Linked DNA regions of Mus musculus: region 1 is linked to region 2. A link is a contact called in public HiChIP or PLAC-seq data. All regions are on one chromosome and are shown on one strand. The core of a region is the stretch at or near the end of the contact, and the rest is flanking DNA. Distances in the headings are between cores, read along the strand shown. Region 1 has its middle 25 kb from the start of Ina. Region 2 overlaps Sufu (SUFU negative regulator of hedgehog signaling).

The links. HiChIP or PLAC-seq counts read pairs in DNA pulled down with a chosen protein or histone mark.
Region 1: a contact with region 2 is called in a FOXA1 HiChIP or PLAC-seq map of pancreatic cancer cells. The contact joins two enhancer-like sites. A contact is called at or near these places in 3 of 115 datasets of contacts at active chromatin or transcription factors (extraembryonic endoderm stem cells, large pre-B cells and pancreatic cancer cells) and 1 of 9 other capture datasets (adipose tissue).

The regions. Positions count from the first base shown.
Region 1 is chr19:46,986,843-46,991,680 of GRCm38.p6, forward strand. It overlaps a transcript of Nt5c2 not described here. Among named protein-coding and RNA genes, the nearest start is that of Ina, 25 kb to the right of the region's middle. Within about 2 kb of position 2,074, at least 127 of the 459 cell types and tissues checked have an H3K27ac peak or open chromatin away from gene starts, as enhancers often do. A contact at or near this core is called in adipose tissue, extraembryonic endoderm stem cells and pancreatic cancer cells, where this site is marked.
Region 2 is chr19:46,452,517-46,457,272 of GRCm38.p6, forward strand. Sufu (SUFU negative regulator of hedgehog signaling) reads left to right here. Exons shown (of 12, transcript NM_001025391.2): 7 at 646-799; 8 at 2,219-2,330. Among named protein-coding and RNA genes, the nearest start is that of Trim8, 47 kb to the right of the region's middle. Within about 2 kb of position 2,590, at least 154 of the 459 cell types and tissues checked have an H3K27ac peak or open chromatin away from gene starts, as enhancers often do. A contact at or near this core is called in adipose tissue, extraembryonic endoderm stem cells and pancreatic cancer cells, where this site is marked.

The sequences.
Region 1 (4,838 bases), core at 824-3,323, 530 kb after region 2:
CGGCCGTGTTGGCACACGCCTTTAATCCCAGCACTAGGGAGGCAGAGGCAGGCGGATTTCTGAGTTCGAGGCCAGCCTGGTCTACAAAGTGAGTGCCAGGACAGCCAGGGCTATACAGAGAAACCCTGTCTCGAAAAAAAAAACGAAAAAAAAAAAAAAAAAAGATGTAATTTCAGTGTTGGAGAGATGGCTCAGCAGTTAAGAGAACCTGCTGCTCCTCCACAGGATGTGAGTTCGGATCCTAGCAGCCATGTCAGGCAGCTCACGACTGCCTTAGGAGTTACTGCACTGGAGGGCAAAGGAACAGGGCCAGGCTGAGCGAGCAGGGGCACCGCCTTCTCTTCCAATGTGCGAGACACTTACAGCATCAGCTCATGGCTACCAGAAGAGGCCTTGCTGGGATGAGTTTTTGAGTAGTCAGAAAGAAGTCAGGAAGGACAAAGGCAAGAGGAAGGGAAGGGAGATATAATGATGGGGGTGGGGTGGGGGTGGTACTAAGGTCCCCAACCCAGGGTGTGTACTCAGATGAGAAGTGGTAAAAGAAGAAAGGGAGCCATTACTGCCTTTAAAAAACCATGCATGTGTGTGTGTGTGTGTGTGTGTGTGTGTGTGTGCGCGCGCGCGCGCACACACACATGTAGCAGCTGGAAGACAATCTCGGGTTTCATCATCAGGCCATCTGCCTCCTTGGAGACTGAGCCTTTTCCTGACTAGACAGCCCCAGGGATCCTCCTGTCTCTGCCACTCCAACGATGGGATTACAAGGGCACACCATCACACCCAAAAATCTTTACATAGGTTCTGGGGATTGAACTCAGATCCTGTGCAAGCATTTTACCAACCGAGCCATCTCCGAAGCCCAAGGCCATTTATTTTCAAAGAGAGATGCAGGCAGGCAGGCAGGCAGGCAGGCAGGCAGTTGGGAGCAGGCTTGGGTATTGGGGAAGTAAGCAGGCTAAAGACAGGACGTTCTGGCCAGAAACCAGAAGGCTGGCATTGCTGAGCCCCAGTGTCATGACAAGATCCGGGGTGTGCCTGACTGAAGTGGCAGTCATGTCGTCACAGGTCGGGAATGGTGAAGTGATTCAAGTCTGGTAGTTCAACATAGTCTCTACATGCAAGGAGCTGAAGCAGGGGGATTGGTGTGAGTTTGAGGTCATGGGTGGGATATGCAGGCAATTACAGATCAGGACAGATTGTAAAATGACATCCTGCTTTTAAAAATATATAATAACCAAGAATCTGAAATAAATGATCCTCAGGAATCAGAAAATAAGTGTCTGGTAAGTTCTGTCTTCGGAGGGTTGAAGAAAAGGCCCAAGTAGGGAAAGTGGCTACAACTCAACCGCTCAGGTCAGGAAATGCTGTGGTCTTGCTTGAACAAACGGTCCTTACGCTACAGCCTCCACGAGAGTCAGTACAACTATCCAAACACAGATTCGCGGGGCCAACAGTGGCTGTGCTCTGGGGCTAAGGAGCTACATTCTAAATTCAGCTGCTCTGGGGTCCAGAAATCATGTCGTTAATGACTCTGAAGATGGTGGTTCACGGCGCTGAGAAGCCGTGCTCACAGAGAGGAAGAACAATGAGTTGGCAGAAATTCTGGTCAGCTCTATATCGCGCTGAGGAATAAGGAGCTCAATTTACAAGTCCCCTCTGGGAAAGAAAACACTAACAAAATGCGTTTTAGAAAGACAAGGCAGTTTTAATGAAAAGGGGTGCCACGCCCTGAAGAGACCCAGGGGTCTCCCCCTCCCCCCCAGGGAAAGTCATTGTGCAGAAAGATAAAACTGTTCTGTACCCATTACCCAGCCGCACCCTCCTGCACTCCTAGGAGACTGCTCTGCTGAGCAGATAAGTAGTGTGGTCTCTAACAACCACACAAAAGACCTGCACAGAGCCAGGTGGGGGCACTGCCTGCTGTAAAGGTCTGCCTGAGTCACCCCTGACAGGAACCAGCTTCTCCTAGCCCTGGAGTTTTCTTCACTATCTGTGATTGGGCTCCCCTAGTCTCTGGGCAAAAGAAAGAAAGAATAAATATTAACTAAAGGTGCAGCTGTGGCAGGGTGCCCAGGCACTCCCCTCCCTTCAGCCTCCTTGCCCCCTGACCCAGAGGCTGGAACCAACCGCTGGGCTCTCAGGTTCATGATCTGCTTGGCTGCTCCTGCAGAAAGAGGGGAGAGGCGAGCATTTCTCTGCATAGCCCTGGATGGCAACCAGCCATTCATTGGCGGGAGGGGCCTTTACAGGTGGCTAAAGTGATGTATAGTCACTGCTGGGGCCTCCTGGACTCAAGTAGCTGACCCATATGATCTCCAAGTCAGCCAAAGCCAAGGCCCACATTCCTTCCATGTGTTACACTTCACCAGTTGTTACATTGTGTTATATTGTGTTACATTATGTTACATTAACCAGTAGCCAGCTAAGCAGATTGTATTCGTCACTGGGTGGTAGGGTGGGATAATTAGAGACCCAGTGATAAATTATTTGTTCAATGAGAATAATAATGCCTGCCTCACTCCTTGGCTATTGAATTAAAGAGATGTTAAAGAAATGAAAACTAAAGAAATAAATTCGTAAGTATTTTTTTTTTAAAAACATCTTTCAGGATGGGGAGATGGCCTTGTGGGTAGATACCCAGAAGCCATTGCAGTAGTGTGCATTGCTGAACTGCGTCCTGCCTTGCCGCTGGGATGCCTGGGCACAGCTGGCATGCAGCTCGGGGGAGGCAGAACGAAGTCCCCAGAATGGTGGTCTGCTGCGGGGTCTGGGACCTATGCCGTGGTTCCCAGTCTCCTATGTACCTGGGCGCCACTGGCATACAGCTGGGAGTCGGGGCACAGGGTCCATGGTCCATGCTTCCCCTTGGGGCATCCATGCACTGGACAGGAAGGGGAAGACAGAGTCCAGGAAGGGCGGGACCAGTCTGATTACAAGTGAGCTCTGGAAGAAGAGAGAGAAGGACTTCTTCGGGAGTTTAGGCGAGGCTCTTTAAGATGAAGGCCTTCCCCGCAGCTTGCTTGGTCATATTGGTTTATTTGATGGTGGATATTAATTGCATACACTTCACTCAGGGTGAACCGGGGATCAAATACCTTTTGCGGGAAGGAGTGCACAGGAAGGGAAGCTAATTGGCTGAACCCTCAGGGGCTTATCTAGGTACCTCATTAGTGTGGAGTACTTGAGGTTTTTTATGCCACATGACTGATCACCACGGTCCTCAGTGGGGTGTTGTGGTTTCTGTTCCAGGGCAGGTAGAGGCGGCAGGGAACGGCTCCGCTCCTGCCGGTCTCAATCCCGAGATCCCTGGGACTTGCGCTCACTCAGCCTGACCACTTCTCATGCCTGCCTGGTAACAAGCTCCCATATGCCCTACAGTGCATCATCCTAGCATTTCTACAGCAACACAGACAGAAGAATTCCCAGACGCTTGTGGGCCACTTACCCTAGGGTTGCACCAGAGAACAAGAGACCCTATTTCAAACAAGATGGGATGCAAAGACCAACATCCAAAGTTGTTTCTGATCTCTACATGTGAGCCAGGGCAGGTGTGGTGCCCACACTCACAGACATGAAAACACACGTGCATGCACACACAAACACACAGACACACCAGACAGATACATGCAAACATATCAATAGTTTTAAAAGAAAGTGGGGGGTGGCAGGGAATGGCTCAGTGGGTAAGAGCACCTGACTGCTCTTCCGAAGGTCCGAAGTTCAAATCCCAGCAACCACATGGTGGCTTACAACCATCCATAAAGAGATCTGACTCCTTCTTCTGGAGTGTCTGAAGACAGCTACAGTGTACTTACATATAATAAAAATAAATAAATCTTTAAAAGAAAGAAAGAGAGAGAGAGAGAGAGAAAGGAAGGAAGGAAGGAAGGAAGGAAGGAAGGAAGGAGGAAGGAAGGAAGGAAGGAGGAAGGAAGGAAGGAAGGAAGGGGAGTGTGGTGTCTCGTGCCTTTAATCCCAGCACTCAAGACACAGAAGCAGACAGATCTCTCTGTGAGCTCAGTGCCATCTGGTCACCGTGGCAAGTTGTAGGTCAATCAAGTGCTACATAGTGAGATCGCAAAAATTAAAAAACAAATAACTAGCCGGGCGTGGTGGCACACGCCTTTAATCCCAGCACTTGGGAGGCAGAGGCAGGCGGATTTCTGAGTTCGAGACCAGCCTGGTCTACAAAGTGAGTTCCAGGACAGCCAGGGCTATACAGAGAAACCCTGTCTCGAAAAACCAAAAAAAAAAAAAAAAAAAAAACCCAAACAAAACCAAACCAAACCAAACCAAAACCAAAACAAAAAAAAACCAAAAACAAATAAATAGATTTCTTAAAACCTTGAGTAATACATTTCAACTCCTGACCTTTAGGTCCTGACACTCACCACGCAGGCTCTGCTTGCAATGATCAGCACTGCGACCTCTATTCAAAGTGTTCCACTAACCAAGACCTTGGCTCAAATCCTAAGTTGGGCAAGGGACAAGCTGTTGGTCAACACTGCCCCCTAGTGGTAAATTTACCAACTGCACAGAGACCGGCCACCAGTCTTTCTCTGGGCTCACTGGGTAACTCCTGGAAAAACCTTAAACTCCTTGCCCCCGAAACAGCCTTAGGCTCAATCCCAGCCAAGAGCCAGTCTGCTCTCTGTGTGGCTTATGTCTTTGTACTTCATAAGTGGTACTCATCCGTACTTTAAATCTTTAGCAAAATCCTGTTCAGATCCTGACTCGTCCAAAAGAACCCTGACCCTAATCAGCCCAAATCTCCCCAAACTTTCTTCAATGTCTCCTTTATTGGGTTAGTTGCCTGTATGAGTTATTTCTAAACTATA
Region 2 (4,756 bases), core at 1,340-3,839:
TCTACACAAAGGCAAGGCCTCTGGGGAAGTGTGCACCCGTCACTGCCCTTCAGACCCCGATTGCAGCCTAGGAAATGGAAACGAACCCCATCCAGAGCCCTCTGCCAAAGTTAGCTGGCATAGAGGCACAGGGAGCACTTCTGCTCTGGGGCGATGGCCCCCTCTAGCTGTTATAATGAAGAACTGCAGGTATGGGTTCCCAAGTCAGGGCGGGCTTCTACCCTAACTCCTGTAGGGGGTGAGGTGGGGTATGTATGATCATTGTTGGAGGATCAGGAAGAGGGGAAGCCTTCCACCTTTCCTTAGAGAAATAGGTCTTGTCTCCTCCATCAGCTCTGAGGGCCACAGCTGTCGGGGCTGAAAGATGCACAAAGGCCTTTGTGCTGGATGTTGGTGGGAAGGAAGTGTCCAAGGCTCATTCCTGCTGCCTCCCCTAACCCTGTTCCCAGAGGAGTCCAGGGGCTGGCAGGGGCCGTTATGCTTGTAACAGAACAAGGTCAATGAGACCCTGATCTCATAGCAGCTGTCCATGCTCAGCACCTACAAGGGCTAATACTGGAAGTGGAGTGGCTGGGCCAGGGTCAGTAACCTTGGGGCACATGAGTTCACTGAAGGCACTCTGACTCTTTGGTTCTTTTCAAGCAGGAGAGAGTTGACAAAGGCATTGAGACAGACGGTTCTAACCTGAGCGGCGTCAGTGCCAAGTGTGCCTGGGATGACCTCAGCCGGCCTCCGGAGGATGAAGAGGATAGCCGGAGCATCTGCCTCGGCACACAGCCTCGGAGGCTGTCTGGCAAAGGTTGAGACCTTCCCTTGCCTTGCTCCCTTCCTTCCAGGTTCCCCAGGACAAGTCTCTAACTAAATAGCAGCCCACTCTGATTATTTTCTGACAAATGAATTTTTCCAATGTGGGTGAACTATATATGAGCATTATTGGCCTGTTTGTAGCTATTTCCTGTGTGCATTTCAAACACACTAGTATACTCTGTGTGTACACTCTGCCCCTTGGAATCTGACCTCATGTATGTGAGTATGAACCATGGAATAGTTAACAGAAAATGTACACAGTCCACCCAAAGACACTACAGCGTATGTTCACCACCACAGAACTGACACAGACCCCAGCTCTGGCCTGAAGGCCATGCCAAGCCTGAGAACCTCTCTCCTTGAACCTTCCTGGGCTTTTAATGAGAGGGAGCGAGTGTGAAGCCCGACACTGGCCTCCTCTGCAGTCCCAGAGTCTGTGGCAAGTTAGCTCCCTCTGCCTCTGCCTTCTGGGTAAGCTCTCGGAGGAGGAGGAGGATGTGGCGTCCTGTTGGATGCTCCCATGCTGCTCTTGGCTCCAGAAGGACTTGTGGGGTTTTTTTTGTTTTGTTTAGTTTTGTTTTGCTAAGGCTGTCCCTGGCTAATGCCAAAGGAAAAGTGGCCATTTATATACATGTATGTTTAAGGCTTTCTGTCTCCTTCCTTTCTCAGTTCTTCTTTTTCATTTATCAAAGAATAAAATGCCTTTGGCCTTGAATAAAATACCTGACTTGGTTTACTTTGGAGACAGGGTCTCATGTAGCCTAGGCTGACCTCTAACTTTCTGTGAAGCTAAGGATGACCTTGAATTCCTGAGCTGCCTCCTCCTCCTCCTCCGCAACTTCAACTTCTAGTGCAAACATCTGAGCCCTTTTCTTTTCCTGTGTCAGGGGCTCACGTCCAGTTGCTTCTGACAGAGGAATGCCGTAGAGAGGCTGGCAGTCATGTCTATAGCTGCAGTCATCGCTGCTCTTTTACTTCTTGTTTACCTCGCAGACAGGCTCTCTTGCTCTCTGCAGCGTAAGCTGGCTTCTCATTTCCTGCCTCACACGCTCATGTGCTGGGATTACACACATGTACCACCATGCCCAGCATTGTTTGTTTTTTAATTATTGTAAAATGATTCACTGTACAGTACCAAGTCACACCGCAAAGTTGCTGGTCGTGCCTTCTCCACTAGTACTGCCGGCCCATCCATCTCTCCTTTTCTCCTTTCTTCCTTTATTGTGTGTAGCCCACCCAAGCTGATCTCAAGCTTGTTGAACTCGTATTTCAGCCGCCACTGCTGAGTGAGTGCTGGGCCTGCTGACGTGTGACCATGCCCTGCCTCTCACCAGTGCTGCCACCACTGTTCTAGGCTCTCTCAGGCTGGGAGCCCAGAGGGCCTTCCGGCAACTTTGTGATTTCATTGCAGACACAGAGCAGATCCGGGAGACCCTGAGGCGGGGACTGGAGATTAACAGCAAACCTGTCCTTCCACCAATCAATTCTCAGCGACAGAACGGCCTCACCCACGACAGGGCTCCGTAAGTGTCTGTGTTCTGGGGCTAGGACAAAAGGACGGTGTTTTTCTCGAGGGGCCATCCCTGAGGATTGCATGAGGGGAAGAGTGTACATGGTTCTTGTTGAATGGACCCCGAGTCTGTAGGTTTAAAGGCAGCCCTGATCCAGGCAGGGCACACGGATCTGTGGACTGTAGCAAAGGACCTCAAAGGGGACTCTGCAGACCATGAGTACAAACAGCAGTAAATATTTACATGGGCTGTGTGAACAGAAGAGAGTCCAGGTTGGGACAGAAATCTGACTGAGGGCCTGTGAGCCTTGTGGGAGCCCATTGTGCTAAGCCAGTCCCCTCCTTATCTCACTCTGGGTCAGAGTTGCCCTTCCTTCCTTCCTGGAGCCTGGGCTCTGGCTGATAGCTACAACCCCAGGGACCTCCTTGTCTGGCTAGCCCTGAGTTGCATGCCTGCTGCTGAGGCCCTTCTTCCTGCCTGCCTTTCCTGGGGCCCAGAGAGGGGAAGGCAAGTCCTTTGCAGGCCTCTGCTGCCTGTCTAAGGGTCCTGTAGTCCTTAGGAGAAACCAGCCAACCCCGGAGGTCAGACCTGTCCTCCTCCCACCTCCTCCTTTGTTAGAAGGGAAGTGGTGGGCTGGGAACTCCCTTCTTGCACAGTATAATGGCCTAGGGTGCTGGCCACTCAGAGCTGGGACCTCGCCTGCCTGGGTGGAAATTGCTCGGGCTAGGGTGGAAAAGGAGTTGGACTAATCCTACAAGACTAGGGTGATCCACCTACCCTCTACGAAGTCTGTGTGGCAACCTCAAGCCCTGGGGCCATTTGGGATGCACAGGGCCTTCCTTTGGGGGAAACAATAAACCAGTCATGGTATGTGCAATCTGACTGCATATACAGTTTGTTGAAAAATGACCATGGGTTTGGAATCAGGCTGCGGTTGCTGATTCATGATCCTGGAAAGATCAGTGATGCAGCGCACGATGGCAAACACAGTATGTGGAATAGGCAGCATGTGTGGAGAGAGAGGACCCGGACTGTGTGGCGAGGCCTGCAGCTAGCGTGGGAAGCTGCTACAGGGACTTGGGAGCAGAGGCCTGGCTGGTCAGCATTGAGGATGCGCCCTGGGAGCTGCTTAGGGTACCCACAGGGTTACTCTGGGCTTGCTTCCGGCCACTGTTGTTTGCCTGGTGTACCTGCCATCCAGAGGCAGGAAAACCTGAGCTCTCTAACAGCGTGGGGAGGCCTCCAGTGCTACCCAGCGCCTTTAGCTGCAGCCAATGACTTTCTTAAGTTGCTTGGATTTTGCTCTGGCAGTAGCAGATAGCCAAGCTGTGTCATGGGGCATCTGGAAGCTTTCCACCTGCAGCCTGGACCCTGACCCAGAGCTGTGCTCCTCCCTAGGCCCCAAGTATGAATTCTTATACCGACTTCCTTGGCACTGGTGGTAGGCCAGTAATGGGCTTGTAGCCTCCAGTAGTTCTCATGGAATGTGGAGCCAGTCACCTTCCAAATGGCCCTCCCACCTCTCAAAGAAGGCCAGGGCTTCTGACAGAGAGCTTTCGGGGAGCCCCTTGTTGGCCTTCTTTGACCTGAGACATGCCTGATATCTCATTCTCTGTCTTGTTTATGTGTCTGACTATTGTGTCCCTAGACACTGCATGGGGCACAGGCTGGACTCTCAGTTCCTGTAGACACCACAACTGGGCAGTAAGGAAGTGGTGGGCTGGGCACTTGGCAGAAGACTGTCCCCTTTGTCCCCACTCTTTGCTCTGCATTGGCTGGTATAAAGACATGAGTGAGAATAGGTCTGGAGTCATCTGCTCTCCCTGCAGCTCAAGGTCCCCAAGGAGCTGAAATCTGACATCCGGAGGGGTGACAATGTCTCCCTCTGAGGTTCTTGGTCCTGTTTGCCAACTTAACAAGCAGCTGAGCAGTGGTTTCTCCTCCTCACTCCCCGGCTAGGACCACCCCAGCGTGCTCTCAGAGCTCCCAGAGTCTCGCTCTCTGTTGTCTCCAACTCAACAACGGTCAGCTCAGTTGAGATTAGCAAGCACCATTGTAATATCTGTGCTGCCCACCCTGGGACCTGACCTCGTTTCAGACACACCATAAAGATGGTGACAGAGAAAGCCAGTCCCAAATGTGCTGGCACCGCTGTTTGCCCTTCTCCCCCTGGGAAGCTGCCGTCACAGCATGGGCCCTATTTGGTCTGCCTGGCCAGTTTTCCTTTCGTCAGGACTTTGGGCTAGGCAGTCTGATGCATAGGTCTTTGTGGGTCTGGATCTGACCTAAGGTCTCAGAGATGGATTGGTTTAGAACAGCTGATCTGGCTGAGCATCAGCCGCTGGGTCCTGGCCTACTTGGGGAATTGGCTACTTGCTAATTTCATATATCCATAGCAGCCAAAAGTTTATACCAGTATTAATTTAATTCATCCTCGA